Linked DNA regions of Zea mays: region 2 is linked to region 1. Evidence: chromatin contacts called from public Hi-C data. All regions are on one chromosome and are shown on one strand. Each heading gives the region's core, a stretch centred on a gene start, on an enhancer-like site or on the middle of the called end of the contact. The rest is flanking DNA. Distances are from core to core; before and after follow the strand shown.

Region 1 (7,052 bases), core at 1,732-4,231:
GCCTTGCTTCGGGATCTGGTATCCAAAGGGGTCTACCTTTGACTTGATTGGATATTCAGACTCCGATTATGCCGGGTGCAAGGTTGATAGTAAGAGCACATCGGGGACGTGCCAATTTCTAGGAAGGTCCCTGGTGTCGTGGAGTTCAAAGAAACAAACATCCGTTGCCCTATCCACCGCTGAGGCCGAGTATGTTGCCACAGGATAGTGTTGCGTGCAACTACTTTGGATGAGGCAAACCCTCCAGGACTTTGGCTACAATCTGAGCAAAGTCCCACTCCTATGTGACAATGAGAGTGCAATCCGCATGGCGGATAATCCTGTTGAACACAGCCGCACTAAGCACATAGACATCCGGCATCACTTTTTGAGAGACCACTAGCAAAAGGGAGATATCGAGGTGTACCATGTTAGCACTGAGAACCAGCTAGCCGATATCTTTACCAAGCCATTAGATGAGAAAACCTTTTGCAGGTTGCGTAGTGAGCTAAATGTCTTAGATTCGCGTAACTTGGATTGATCTATAGCATACATGTGTTCTATGCCTTTGATCATGTTACTTCATGCATTTATGTAATTTGTCGCTTATTTATGGTGCTCAAGTTGTGCAAGGGATCCCCGGACCTCACAAGTCCATGTGTGAATGATGCACATATTCAGGGGGAGATGTGCTACAACTTGACCCTTTGAGACTAACATTTGTGTTTGAGTATACTTGATGTAGTCTCAAAGGTGCATTGAAAGGGAAAGGTGAACTTGGACCATGCAAAGACTTCCACTGCACTCCGGTATTAGTGTAATTAACTCCAAGTTCATATCTATGATCTTATTGCCTTTGTGCTCTTAATTGGCATTTTTGGTGAGGCAATGGGGTTAAAGGGCCAAAAATGATCCCGTTTTGGTGCTTAATGCCAAAGGGGGAGAAATTAAGGCCAAAGCAAATGGATCAGCTACCACTTGCCTTGTGAATTTTGAAAATAATTGAGATAGAACTTTTGATTTATTCAAAATACTCTTATTGCAAAATTTGGTCTCTTGTGGGGGAGAATTTTGATTATGTGAAAAAGGGGGAGTTTTATAGGAAAATGAATTTGATTTGCAAAAACAAACCAAGTGGTGGCAAAGAATGATCCAAATATGCCAAATTAGAGTCAAAAACAATTTGGTCCTCATTTGCATTGATATTGCACTTATTTTGGTTGCTTTTTGAGGTGTTGGCATAAATCACCAAAAAGGGGGAGATTGAACGGGAAATGTGCCTTTGGGCCATTTCTATAATGTTTTGGTGATTAAGTGCCCAACACATAATCTTTGAGTTGTTATGTGCCAAACAAGCAAGAAGTGCAAATCATGTAACAAGGTACGTTTCTAGAGTTAGTACATTGTTTTAAGTACTAACATATTTTGTCTAAGTGCTATAAACAGGGAGAAAAGAATTAGAAAAAGACTTGGCTTCGTGCAGCCAAATCTCAGCTCAGTCTGGCACACCGGACTGTCCGGTAGTGCACCGGATAGTTTCCGGTGGTGCACCGGACAGGGTCCGGTGCGTCAGGCTGTCTCCGGTGAATGGTCGCTCTCGGGAAAAGTTTAGCGGCGTACGGCTATAATTCATCGGACTGTCTGGTGAGCCAACGGTCGCCAGAGCAACGGTCGGCCGCGCAATCCGCGGACGACGCGTGGCCCGCAGCAACGGTCGGCAGGGGGCACCGGACTGTCCGGTGTGCACCGGACAGTGTCCGATGCGCCAACTGCCACCGAGGACCAACGGTCGGATGCGCCATAAAAGGAAGGAGATCGCGCACCAGACAGCTACAGTGACTGTCCGGTGGTGCACCGGACTGTCCGGTGCACCACCCGACGGAAGGCAAGTTTGGCCTTCCAAGTTGGCCTCCAACGGCTTCTAGCTGCCTTGGGGCTATAAAAGGGGCCCCAGGCGCATGGAGGACTCACCCAAGCATTCACTAAGTATTCTAAGGCATCCAAACTTCGCTCCCATGCATTTGCTTCGTTGTGTTAGAGATTTGAGCTCTATTTGAGTCGAGGACTCCCTGTGTTGTCATTTGAGCTCTAGTCTTCACTTGTGTGCGTGGGTGTGCTGCGTATTTGAATCTTGTGTGTGTTGCTCTTCCAAACCTTACTCTGTGCATTCTTTGTGATATCTATTGTAACGGTGAGAGACTCCAAGTTGTGGAGATTCCTCGCAAACGAGATAAGACTCTAAAGGAATAAAGATGTGGTATTCAAGTTGATCATTGGATCGCTTGAAAGGGGTTGAGTGCAACCCTCGTCCATTGGACGCCACAACGTGGAAGTAGGCAAGTGTTACTTGGCCAAACCACGGGATAAAATCGTGTGTCTCTTGTGATTGCTCTCTCTGTGATTATTTGTGTTCACAAGAACTCGCTTCAAGTTATTTAGCCGTACTAACACTCATAACTAAGTTTTATGGCTATTAGTGTTTGAATTTTATAGGATCACCTATTCATCCTCCCTCTAGGTGCTCTCAGTTTGCTAAAGATCATATGTTCATAATATATTATTTGAACATTAAAATTAATCTAAATATGAGTTTGATGTGAATTTAACATTTTGGACTATATTTGCAACCACTATCCAGATGGAACCATCATAGATTTGAGATAAAGGTTTCCTTGATGAAGGGGGAGAATTTTCAAAAGGTTTTTCAAAATTGACACATCAACTTTCATCTATGAAATCATGTATCCTGAGTTTCACCTGGATGAAAGCTTCTCTCCTTCCATTAAACTCTCTGTATCTCTCTGATCATAAATATCGTGTCATATCATTAAATATGGTGATATGTCATCTAATTTAATGAAAATAAAATTATGATAAAACTTTCATTAGGAATGGCCTAATAAAATAAACTGTAAGTGGGTCCTGTTGTCGTTTGCTCCTTGTTTATGGCCCTATCTTATTTATTGTCCTTATTAGTCGCGCGTCCCATCCCAACCCAAGCCACAGAGCCGTCCGAATCTGCTGCCAGAATGCGGTGGTTCTACCGCAAAGGCTCATCGGGCTTCTCCAGCGCCTCCACGGCTGAGGATGTCACCGCCGGCGTCGACGGCCAAGGTCTGGTCGCCGTCATCACAGGTACTTAAAAACACGCTTCTATGCTAATCCATTTAGCTTCCACCCCGCCTCTGAGCTTGGCGACAAAACATCCAAGACGTATTTCAACGGGAATGACTGCCACTATGGGCCTGAGCCTGACTGGAGTTGAAACGGCGGCCACCAAATCCGGCCAGCTTCGGGCTAGTCGGACTCCGAGATTTTCATTTGCAGCGAAGGAATGCCGGTGTTGAGCTGAGACTACGTACCTGCGCAGCGCAGGTGCGTCGAGCGGCATCGGGCTGGAGACGGCGCGTGTCCTGGCGTTGCGCGGCGTGCACGTCGTCATGGCCGTCCGCAACGTCTCCGCCGGGCTCAAGGCCAGGGAGGCCATCGTGGCTAAGATCCCCGTCGCACGGATTGACGTTCTGGAGCTGGACCTCAGCTCCATAGCTTCCGTAAGGAGATTCGCCTCCAATTTTGACTCTCTAAACTTGCCTCTCAGCATTCTCATGTAAGTACCAATCCTACTACTTCGTCGTGCCACTGCTATCACGAGCTGTCAAAAGCCAGCCTAAAATCATAGTAGTATGTGTTTGGCTGGTTGACTTGGTGTTCTTTTCGACAGCAACAATGCTGGAGTGATGACAAGGAGCTGCACACGTTCCTGCGACGGCCTGGAACTGCATTTCGCGACAAATCACATTGGTGTGTCCTCTTATACCAGTACACACTACAGCTAGCCTTTGCTAAGCGTATTGTTCGAATTCTAACTACTTTCTTTGTGCGACATCTCTTGTTTACATTATTCTGTAGAAGAGTATCCCTTGCTCGTCTTATGACCTATGAGAATGATTCCTGATAATGCACTAGCGATTAACCGGGATATATATATGGCAGGCCATTTTCTTCTAACGAACCTCTTGCTAGAAAACATGAAGAAGACATGTAGGGACAGCGGTATCGAGGGACGGATTGTCAATTTGACATCTTCGGCGCATTCCATAACCTATCGTGAAGGGATATGTTTTGACAAAATTCATGATCCATCTAGGTAATCCATTCTGAGACTAATCTGAACTCTACTGAAACGATTGATTATGTTTCTCATAAACGATACCAACAAGTTTGTTGTTTTGACCTTACACAGTTTGAACGACTTTGTTGCTTATGGGCAATCCAAGCTTGCCAATATTCTTCATTCTAATGAACTGTCTCGAATACTCAAGGTATCTCAGGCCTTTGTTACTGAATAACTATTGGTACATATGAATATATGAACTGCACAATAAAGAAAGAGGTTATCTTCTTGAACAGGAGGATGGAGTGAATATTTCAGCCAATGCAGTTCATCCTGGTGTCATCATGACTAACCTTTTTAGGAACAGGACTATTGTCTCTGGTATTTCCTCAAGTCTTGCAATCAGTTTTATTTATCATATGAGTAGCAGAATAGGGAAGGGTTTGTAGCTTCTGAAAAACATTTACATGGATCTCAAGTTAAAATATCATAGGTAACTGTTATCCCTACCTTGCAGCTTTACTGAACTCCATTGGAAGAATCATATGTAGAACAGTTGAGCAGGTAGGTTTTCACCTCTTATTTTACTGCTGGCGCATTTGCAGATCATGCACTGATCCTAATCAACTTTGTTTCATCTTTTTTCAGGGTGCTGCAACGACATGCTATGTTGCAATGCATCCTCAAGTGAGGGGGATAAGTGGAAAGTACTTCACCAATTGTGATGTAGCCAACCCGAGCTCACAAGCTTCAGATGCTGAGTTGGCCAAGAAGCTATGGCAATTTAGCTTGCAAATTGTGTCTTCTTGATCTAGTGCTTATCTGAACAAGCGGTGCACAAATTGATGTGCTAAATTGCAGATGCTTAGGCTCTCTTCAGAACAAATGGAAAACCATATGAATTTTTTAGATCAAAGGCATTCACCCGGATTTATTAGAAAACCATAAGTATTTTGGATGACTACAATCCTGTAGGAAAATGTATGCCCTTTTGGAAAAAATGATTGCTTCCTATGAGATTCCTTGTATTCCTATAATGATGCATGAATTCATATTCCAAAGAAAATTTGGAGGCAAACAAAAATAAGGTTGGACCTTATAGAAACTTCCCTTTCTGCTCCTCTCTCTTTGGTTGAGTTCATCTGTTTTTCCTATGTTGCATCCACCTGTGTTTTTCATGTTCCTACGTTTTGAGAATTTTGAGTTTCAGGGGGGCCCTCGTATTGCTTCACTTTACGTATGTATGTATTGCCACCAACATCAAATTTGAAATCCAAACGACCACACAATCACATGATTATTGCATTTTTTACCCCCACAAATCTCAAATAAAACGGTTGAATAGTAAATCTAAAATCTCGAGGACATGCTTGTATAGCATTTTTGTTGTTGTGAAAGTTAGCAGTTTCCTCACATGACACAGAAGCATAGAGTAGCTAAATAGTAGCCGGAACAAGTCAATTTGCCATGATCACTCCGTCCGAAAAAATGCCTTTAGGCCAAAAAATCATAAACTGACTACAAATATGCGGTCTGAAAGGTGATTTTATGGCTTTTGATTACTTCATAAACTTTGATTCCTTTCTACAATTCTTTCAACTCTTCAATTAATGGTTTTAATATCACGTTAAGCTTTGGTCCAAGATATTCGAGGCCTGATATGATGAGGGAAAGAAATATAAATTCATACTTCACGCAAAGAGATAGAGGAAGGCTATATGGAATAGTAAACACGGGTCAACATGAGTACAATGTGGTGGTTTGACTCTAAGGTGTGAAGCCATCAATCACTCTCTCCAATATGAATATTTCTCGCATCCTTAGCAAACTCTAGAACAAAGTTGTCTAGAGCCTTCCATGTGTCTCCATCTAAAGGGTGCACTATCATTTCTTTGCTCTCTCGCTCACATTTCTTGTGCCACCGTATGTGCATGTGCATGATTGTTCTTTTATAAAGAAACAGTCATTTTAGTCGAGGTGCAATAGGCATGTAACGAAGTTGCTTATGAAAAACCTCCATTGTAATTGTTTCACCATCATCATTTATGACCTCGATGTACCTTGTTTTGCCATATTTTAAGCACTTGTATTTTGTGCTTCTTCTAGAGAAGCATGCAATTATCTAGATAGATATCAATCTTCTAGTAATGTATATCGAGCCCTTTAAGTACTTTTTTAAATTTGTACATATCTTTAGGCAGTTTTATGAGGCTTCAAAAGAACATCCCAAAAAAAATCATAAGACCATTGTAATAATTGTTGGAGAAAAAATCTACTTAATAGCCATGATGCGAGGCATAAAAGCATGTAAGGACATTTTTGTGTGTTTATGTAATGGCTCTTTCAAAACTTTGAGAAGCCTAAGAAACTCCTTAACCTCCAACATCGGCTCGTCTCCAATGTTTAGGTTAAATTTTGGTAGCATATCTTCAAGCATCCCATCCATCCTATCGATGCCCATGCTATTACTATCTTCCTCTTCTACAAAAACTATGGTGTATTTCTCATTGTAAAGCACTCACATTTCATAATCTTCCATGGAACCATTCTCACATAGGTGTTTACTAATTGTGGTCTTGTCAAATATCTTTGCATTCTAGCACTTGTTGCATGGACACCGGAACTTATTGATAGTCGACAAAGAAGTTGTATGGTTGATAAAATTGTTAGTCTTAGTGATCCATTCAACTGACTAAGCTTGACTTCTATTCTAACTATCATACATCCACCGATAATCCTCTAACATATTTGAGGCTATAGAATAAAGCAAGTTACATAATGTTGAATGATTTATATTGTCTATAGATAAGGATATGTTCTAAACCCATCTAAAAGTGATCGATGTAGCATGGTATTTATAACAAGTCTATAGGGTTCGAACGGAATTCTGGCATTATAACCCCATTATTCGCCACCTACATGCCTGAACATGGTTTAGTGGAGAATAATGTATGTTATG
Region 2 (7,052 bases), core at 2,857-5,356, 280 kb after region 1:
ACCATAATTCCTGCACAAGCCCATCGGTAGATTAATGTGTAGCCCGGAACGTAGAGAGTGCAGAGTGCAGACCCTGGCTTTGGTGACTGTCTTCACGAGGAATTTCTGTGAACCGTCTTTGCGTGTGTGTATGTTGAGCTGAAACGTTGCGCTCCAACAATTTGACTGGTTCGGTTGTTACAATATCCACTTGCCTTGCATCGATGTAAAATCACAATTATCTAACTTTTGAAAGAAAGAAAAACTCAGTAGCATGCCCAGAAATCTGACACGATGAATTCTCCAATCCAGCTTCATCAGAAAGAGCTCAGGGGGAATCTTACATTATAAGGTCTAGTCTAGGAGCTACAAAACCAAAATGGATTAGAGGGGCTAAAATCCACTTCTTATTTAAATTTGAATAAGGGGATTTTAGTCACTCCAATCCTATTCGGTTTTGTAGCTCCCAAACTAGCCCTAAGAATGCTACTCCAACTTAAAAAAAAAAAAGCCCAGAGGAGAGCATAGTTACAAAGTTGGCAACAAAAGAACAAAATAATAATTGGAAGTAAAGTTCTAGCTTAAGCTAGATTTTAACCTATGATGCTCTGTTTTCTCAGGCTTACATGAAAAAAAAAGTACTAGCCGGATTCTCAGTAATTCTGTAACAGCTTCATGATGTTCTGGAACATCGGCACGAGGGACTAGCCAGATTCCGAGTAATTCTGTAACAGCTTCATGATGTTCTGGAATATCGGCACGAGGGCCACGAGTGCGATCTCAAGATGCTCCGAGCTGTTGAGGCGAATCCCGACTTGGCCAGTCCCCTTGTTGCTTAGATTAGCGTGGCCAACCAAGTTGCTAGCTCTTCCAGCGGGGATCTGAGACTGGATGTTGCAGCCAATTGCCAGATCCCCGTGCCAATCCACAACAGATAATGCAACAGTGGAAAGCATCCGCCCAATCGGGTAATCTTTGTCTCTCATCGTTGCTTCAAGGCGGCCTCCATAGGCCATGTCTCCCCTCCCACTCATGGCCCCGCTGCTAACCAGGACCCTAAGCTGCTTGTTCACTATCAGTTTGTCCTCAATCTTCATACCAGCTGATACTGAATCCCCAAGAAGCGTAGCAGATATCCCAGCAGATGTATTGTTGCGCCTGAAGTTCTTAAATCTCGATTCGCCACGGATTGTGTATGCCATATCCCTGCCGACAGACTGCAAATCAAGCCCAAGTGAAGTAGTCTTACCTTCAGCATGCTTAATTGAACTTGCAACCTCCATTTGCAGGGAGCAATCCTTCTTGTCTTTTGTAAGCTGGCCAGACACTGATAGAGGAACTTTACCTTTTACGGCAAACAATCTTTCAACATTAAGTCCCTCGTAACCAACATCATGGTCCCAGCCCTGTGTTTCCAATACAGGTCTGACAAGCCATTCACTTGGTGTATCCAGGAAACGATAGCGATGGCTAGGGTAGTCAGAATCAAAAGATGAGGGCAGTACCATGTCAGGCATAGGCACTGAAACATTAGTTGGAGTAGTAGCATCATCTTCTAGGTTGCTGTTGCTGAAATCATTTGCACGAGCACTGGCTTCTGCTGCCATTTTCTTCATCAATTTACGACGTTTTCTTTCCTCTTTCAGCTGTTTTTGATAGAACAACTTCTCTCTGTAATCTAGCTCCTCAAGATAGGCCTTCCTCTGCTCCCTGTTCAGCTTGGCAAGCTGAGCTTTTGTGAGACGCTTAAATGGAGGTAAATCATCATAATCTGAACCATCATCTGAATCAGAATCATCTGCCAAATCATCTTCAAGATCATCATCATCACCACCAAATTGCTCCTCTGGTAACTTCAGTGGGGCACGAGACTGAAGAAGGGAAGAGAGGAGGAAAGGCAGTGGAGGAATCCTTGTACGAGAAAGTTTACCAATGGGACTATCCTGCAACTTAAGGAGCACATTGGCTTCTGCTAACACCTTTGAAGCAAAACAAAGCAGCAGTAACTGTGGCTTCCAGACTTGTCCATTTGGCAATACCCTCTGGCCAGCCCTATTTGTCCTGCATGCTGAGTGGTTTTCCACGAGGGATACTGGATTCATAAGGCGTACATCACCAGCAGCTTGCCTTATAGCTTGTTGCACTACATGAGATCTCTGGGTGACAAACATCTCATAGCTCAGAGGAATTCCATTCTGCCCATCTGGTGGCGCAGATGCAGCATGAGTTAACACGACAATGGCATTAAACCAAACCGATGCTCCAAACACTTTTGTGATGGTTTGCAGCAGAGGGACGTCACAATTGTCCCTGCTCTGCATATCCAACCTATCAAAATAAAGAACAATATCTGGAGGGTTTTTGCTAATAAGTCTCTTGACAGAGTTGAGAACCTTCTGGTTGCGGTGTTGTTCTAAAGATGAGCAGGAAAGTCCAGGTGTATCAATCACTTTCACTTTGATTCCCTCAACCATACCAACTACTTCTTGAACCTTCCTAGTACTAGAATCAAAAGCGTTTGTATCCAACCTGGTATCATCAAAAACTGAATTAATGGTAGCACTCTTACCGACCCCAGTTTTACCAAGAACCAAGATGGTGCATGAAAAATCAAGGGGCGCATTTCCAGCAGCTTCAAGGCGTTCTGCCATGTCTCTTGCACGGTCAATGCTAAATGACCCATTAGAAGTAGTTCTTCTAAGTTGTTCTGCCAGCCCAAGCCGGTACAGAACCTGTGAAACGACCATATTATGATATGTTTGCCCAAACCTGTTAGCAAGGCGAAGAAACTTAACCCGGATCATTTGAAGCTTTTCATGGATTTCATCATTCTCGTCTCCATCATCCTCAGTAGCCCCCTGGGTTCCCCTTTCCACAATGGCTGGCCTGTTGGCATGGACCTGTTGAACAGAACGAGCAGGAGGCTGTGACAGGGAAGACGATGATCCAAGGCCAGCAGGACGAGATGGCAAAGAGGGACCATTAGTAGAACGAGCAGAAGCAGCACTGCTGGATTGCGCAGGTGTAGAACTACCGCTTGAGAATTGTGCAGGAGGAGCAGAGGTGGCGGTATTCTCATCAGCTGAGGAGCTTGAGTCATCCAATTCCTCAATGGCAACAGCAGGCTCAGCTGCAGAATGTGTGACTGTCCCTGGCCTGCTATGTGAGGAAGCAATATCTTCCGTGCTCGTCCCTGGCTGCTCTTTGCTTTGATACACCAAAGTACCATCTTTTACATCTTCATACTCGCTCCCAGATTGTGCAGCGACCTCAGCCTTGTTATCACGAGTTGCAAAAAAGTTATGGTCCTTGTCTAACCTCTCCTTTTTACGATCAGCCAAAACAGCTGCGGTCACGTATTCCCTGATCGATTGCCCCATGGCATTCTCCTCCACGTGATCTTGATTCACATCATCGGCAAAGCTTTCCTCCACGTCAATGAAACGGGGAGTATCGTCCTCGTCCCACTTGTCTGCCGCAAGCTGTCCTGTTTCCAGCACCGCTCTGGTGTTCGGCGTCACCATTGGCTGGTGATCGCCCGCCGCCACCGCACCGGGCGGCATGTCCCCTTCATCTCCGCCCTCCACCACCACATCACAATCTCCCTCATCCGCCGCAGTGGCTGCCTCGGCGACTCCGCCGTTCTCGCCCGCCCGATTCTCCGAGCGCCCTTCACCGACGCCACCGCCGTTCTCCATGGATCACACCCGACGGCTGCGGAAGGAGCGAAACCCTAGTCCGACATCAAGAGGAAACGGAACGGATCAAACGACAACAACAGGAGGTAAAAAAAACAAACATACAGACGTTCAATTGCAAGCGGACGGGGACTGGAACAATCTATCTAGACAAAAATACATACAAAAAGATTGTGGTGAACGGATCCGGAAGGAGGTGGCGGCTACCAAACCAACCTGGTTGGAGTTGGAGGCAACGGCGGCGTGGGCAAAAGGGATCGATTAGCGCGGCGCTGTCGCGACCAGGAAAAGGAAGGAGGGAGAGAGAGGCAGCGGCGATAGAGAGAATAGAAAGAAGTCGCAAACTCGCAAGCCGGATTGGATGCCTCCGCCGATTTTACTGGGCTCTGCTAAAACCCTGGAGATCTGCGGGGCCAATTCACCGTGGCCTGAAGCAGTCAGCTAATTACGGGCCCAGCTTTTTAAAAGGAAATTCGGGCCCGCTGACTCAAAGAATAAATTTAGAATCGCGAAAACAATTTTGCAGTAATGTAATTATTTTCAAATGAAATATAATACCACAAATGAAAACTCAAGGCGACCAAATGCTTATCTTGGCGCTTTCATATTGTCCTACGATAACTATATGCATTCATAAACACAAGTCGACCAAATGCTTATCTTGGCGCTTTCATATTGTCCTACGATAACTACATGCATTCATAAACATCAGGTTATGCAGGCAAGTGTCTCTTCCATTATCTGCTTGGACATATTTGACAGGTTCTTGTTAGAGGCTGTGGTTAGCTACTTATCGTGTAAAATATCGTGTAAAATAGGAGATTTGCATTGTATATATTTGCACGGTAGATTGCACTGTTTGCAGAGTAAAATTAAAAAAAAAATAAGGCAAGTGATAGGATAGCCGCCGGAGACAACCTTATATTGTTAGATTTACGTAGTACTTTGTCTGTTATAAGGCATTGCAGAGAATCAAAGTATTTTAAAATTGATCAAAGTTATATAGAGAATTATAAAGATTTATAACATCAAATATATATACTATGTAAATATACTAAATAAATAATTTAATTTGGTATCATAAATATTATTATTTTATTATATAAATTTAATCAAATTTGGTTTTTTAAGAAAGTTGAATAGACTTATAAGAGCAACTCCAAGAGGCTCTCTATATTCTTCCTAATTTATATGAATAGAGATTTTTGTAAAAAATATCTTCTAACAACTTATCTAAATGGTTATCTAAATATAGCCATCTTCTATTTCGATTTTCTCGCTATCCAAATACAGAAAACATGAGTGGCTCTCTATAGTACAAATAAGATATAGAAAGGTTGTTGGAGATTAAAAAGATATAGAAAGTGGTTTTTATGCAAATGCTTCTCCAAATGATAACTTAAAGAGTAAAATTTTTATGTTCTGTTGGGTACAAATAAGATATACAATTTTTATTTATGTTTGAGTATAAAATATAAAACACAAAGATATGTATGTTCTGTTGGCTAGACATGTGTGAATGTGGTTTTGACCGTTTGAAGCCAACAATCATAGTTCAAATCCTGCAAGGAGGGATGGTGCCTCTTTGTATAGGAGGGGAAAGACTAAAATATGTTCGGTTATATGGGCTAAAGTTTAGTATATGTCACATCGAACTACAGAGTAAAAAGTATACACATATTTATAAAATTTATTTTTAGAAGTATTCTACCATATATACTAATAATAAAGTATGAGTCGTACTTTTATCGTGAAGGGGACCGTGAATTCCTTGCAGGGCTGCGGCGATTCGGCTGCGCTGCTGTATGAATTGTTTCGTGAACCTGGGACTCAACTCGAACTCGAACCACTACGTCGCCTGCCTCCTCATCTTCCTGCTGCATTTCACCCCCTAGTTGTTAAATTCATCCAATTCTAATTCAAATAGTAATTGTGAAGGAGAACAACAGAGCTGCACAGATGGCGAACAACAATAAGTCATGCTGCTTCTCCGGGAGCTCTTTGAGTTTTGAGCTTACAGTTGGCAGATCAGCTTTTCTTCCAATTTAAAGATATATCTTATAAGTCTGTGTTAAGTGCTTAATACCATGCATGTGTGATCCGCATTGTTGTCATGCTCATGAACACGAGCAGGCAAATGTATGGTAATATTGGCTAGTGGATAAGCTGTCTTGTTCACTATATCCCAATGCTGCAATTTGCATTTATTTGTTATGTCTCGGTATATACTAATGCATGGTTTTGCTTTAGTGTGTCTCATTGTGGTTCCTAGCATTAGGTGATAAATGCTTGGTGACCAATTAAGGTTTACCATATGAAGACTACTTGTACGAGCTTAACTACTAATCATACTATTTCAAGTGATTGCACAGTTCAGATCGGATACCTTTGTCCTTCAGAAGTAGAATAGCTTGGGGCGGCGGGGGCGGGCGCAACGGTCGCAGTGGGTCGCCGGGCTTGGGGGCGCCGCCGGGGCGGGGCGGAGGCGCCGACGGGCGGGCCGGCTGGGGCGTCGGCGGGGGCACCGGCGGTGCGGGCACGGCGGGCGGGGCCGGGACGAAAGCTCCAGCGGGCGTGGCTGGGGGCGGGAGCTCCGGCGGACGGGCCTCGAGCACGCTCTATGGTAGGTGGAAGAAACGGGAGAGAAAGGAAAGTGAGAGAAGATCTCAAGCACGCTCTACGATAGGTGGAAGAAACGGGAGAGAAAGGAAAGTGAGAGAAGATAAGGTTGATTCGCTGGTTAAATAAAAAATATAACTTCCTAGAGTAAAGCCATAGTAAGTTACGTAACTTCCTAGAGGTTGTACATGTACTCTAGGAAGTTAATTAACTTCCTAGAGCAGGCTGTAGGAAGTTAGGTTTTCGTTTGACTAGTCAAAAGCTGAAAGCTAACTTCCTAGAGGAGGCCGTAGGAAGTTAGCATGGGCAGATAACTTCCTAGAGGCGGCCGTAGGAAGTTAGCTTTTCGTTTGACTGGTCAAAAGCTGAAAGCTAACTTCCTAGAGGAGGTCGTAGGAAGTTAGCGGCTCGTTTGACCGTACTCGCGGATCAGCAACTGAAAGCTAACTTCCTAGAGGAGACCGTAGAAAGTTAGCTGCCCATGCTAACTTCCTAGAGTCGGTCATAGGAAGTTAGCGACTCGCTTGACCGCACACACGGGTTAGCATGTGAAAGTTAACTTCCTACAGCTTTTATAAAATACCGTAGTAAGTTATGTTTATTTCCTAGAGCTACCAGTTGCCTCTCGGAAGTTATTTATTTCCTACGATTTGTTATAAAAGTTGTAGGAAGTTAAAAAACCGTAGGAAGTGTATGTTTTCGGTGTAGTGTTTGTTAGTTAAAACATAAGATGCATGAAAAGTCTTAAATGAAATG

Evidence for each region. A called contact is a pair of places that touch in the nucleus more often than the background predicts.
Region 2: a Hi-C map of tassel shows a contact between it and region 1, with 3 times the contacts expected there. The contact joins the promoter of LOC103637626 here to the promoter of LOC100192507 in region 1. A contact is called at or near these places in 2 of 25 Hi-C or Micro-C datasets (ear and tassel).

Annotation. Positions count from the first base shown.
Region 1 is chr1:88,772,543-88,779,594 of Zm-B73-REFERENCE-NAM-5.0, forward strand. LOC100192507 (Short-chain dehydrogenase TIC 32 chloroplastic) reads left to right here and starts at 2,982. Exons shown (of 8, transcript NM_001176883.2): 1 at 2,982-3,114; 2 at 3,355-3,586; 3 at 3,701-3,780; 4 at 3,973-4,126; 5 at 4,223-4,301; 6 at 4,390-4,474; 7 at 4,611-4,657; 8 at 4,742-5,155. The coding sequence starts at 3,009. The coding sequence ends at 4,903.
Region 2 is chr1:89,047,613-89,054,664 of Zm-B73-REFERENCE-NAM-5.0, forward strand. LOC103637626 (translocase of chloroplast 120, chloroplastic) reads right to left here and starts at 4,107. Exons shown (of 2, transcript XM_008659946.4): 1 at 3,842-4,107; 2 at 267-3,712. The coding sequence starts at 3,677. The coding sequence ends at 684.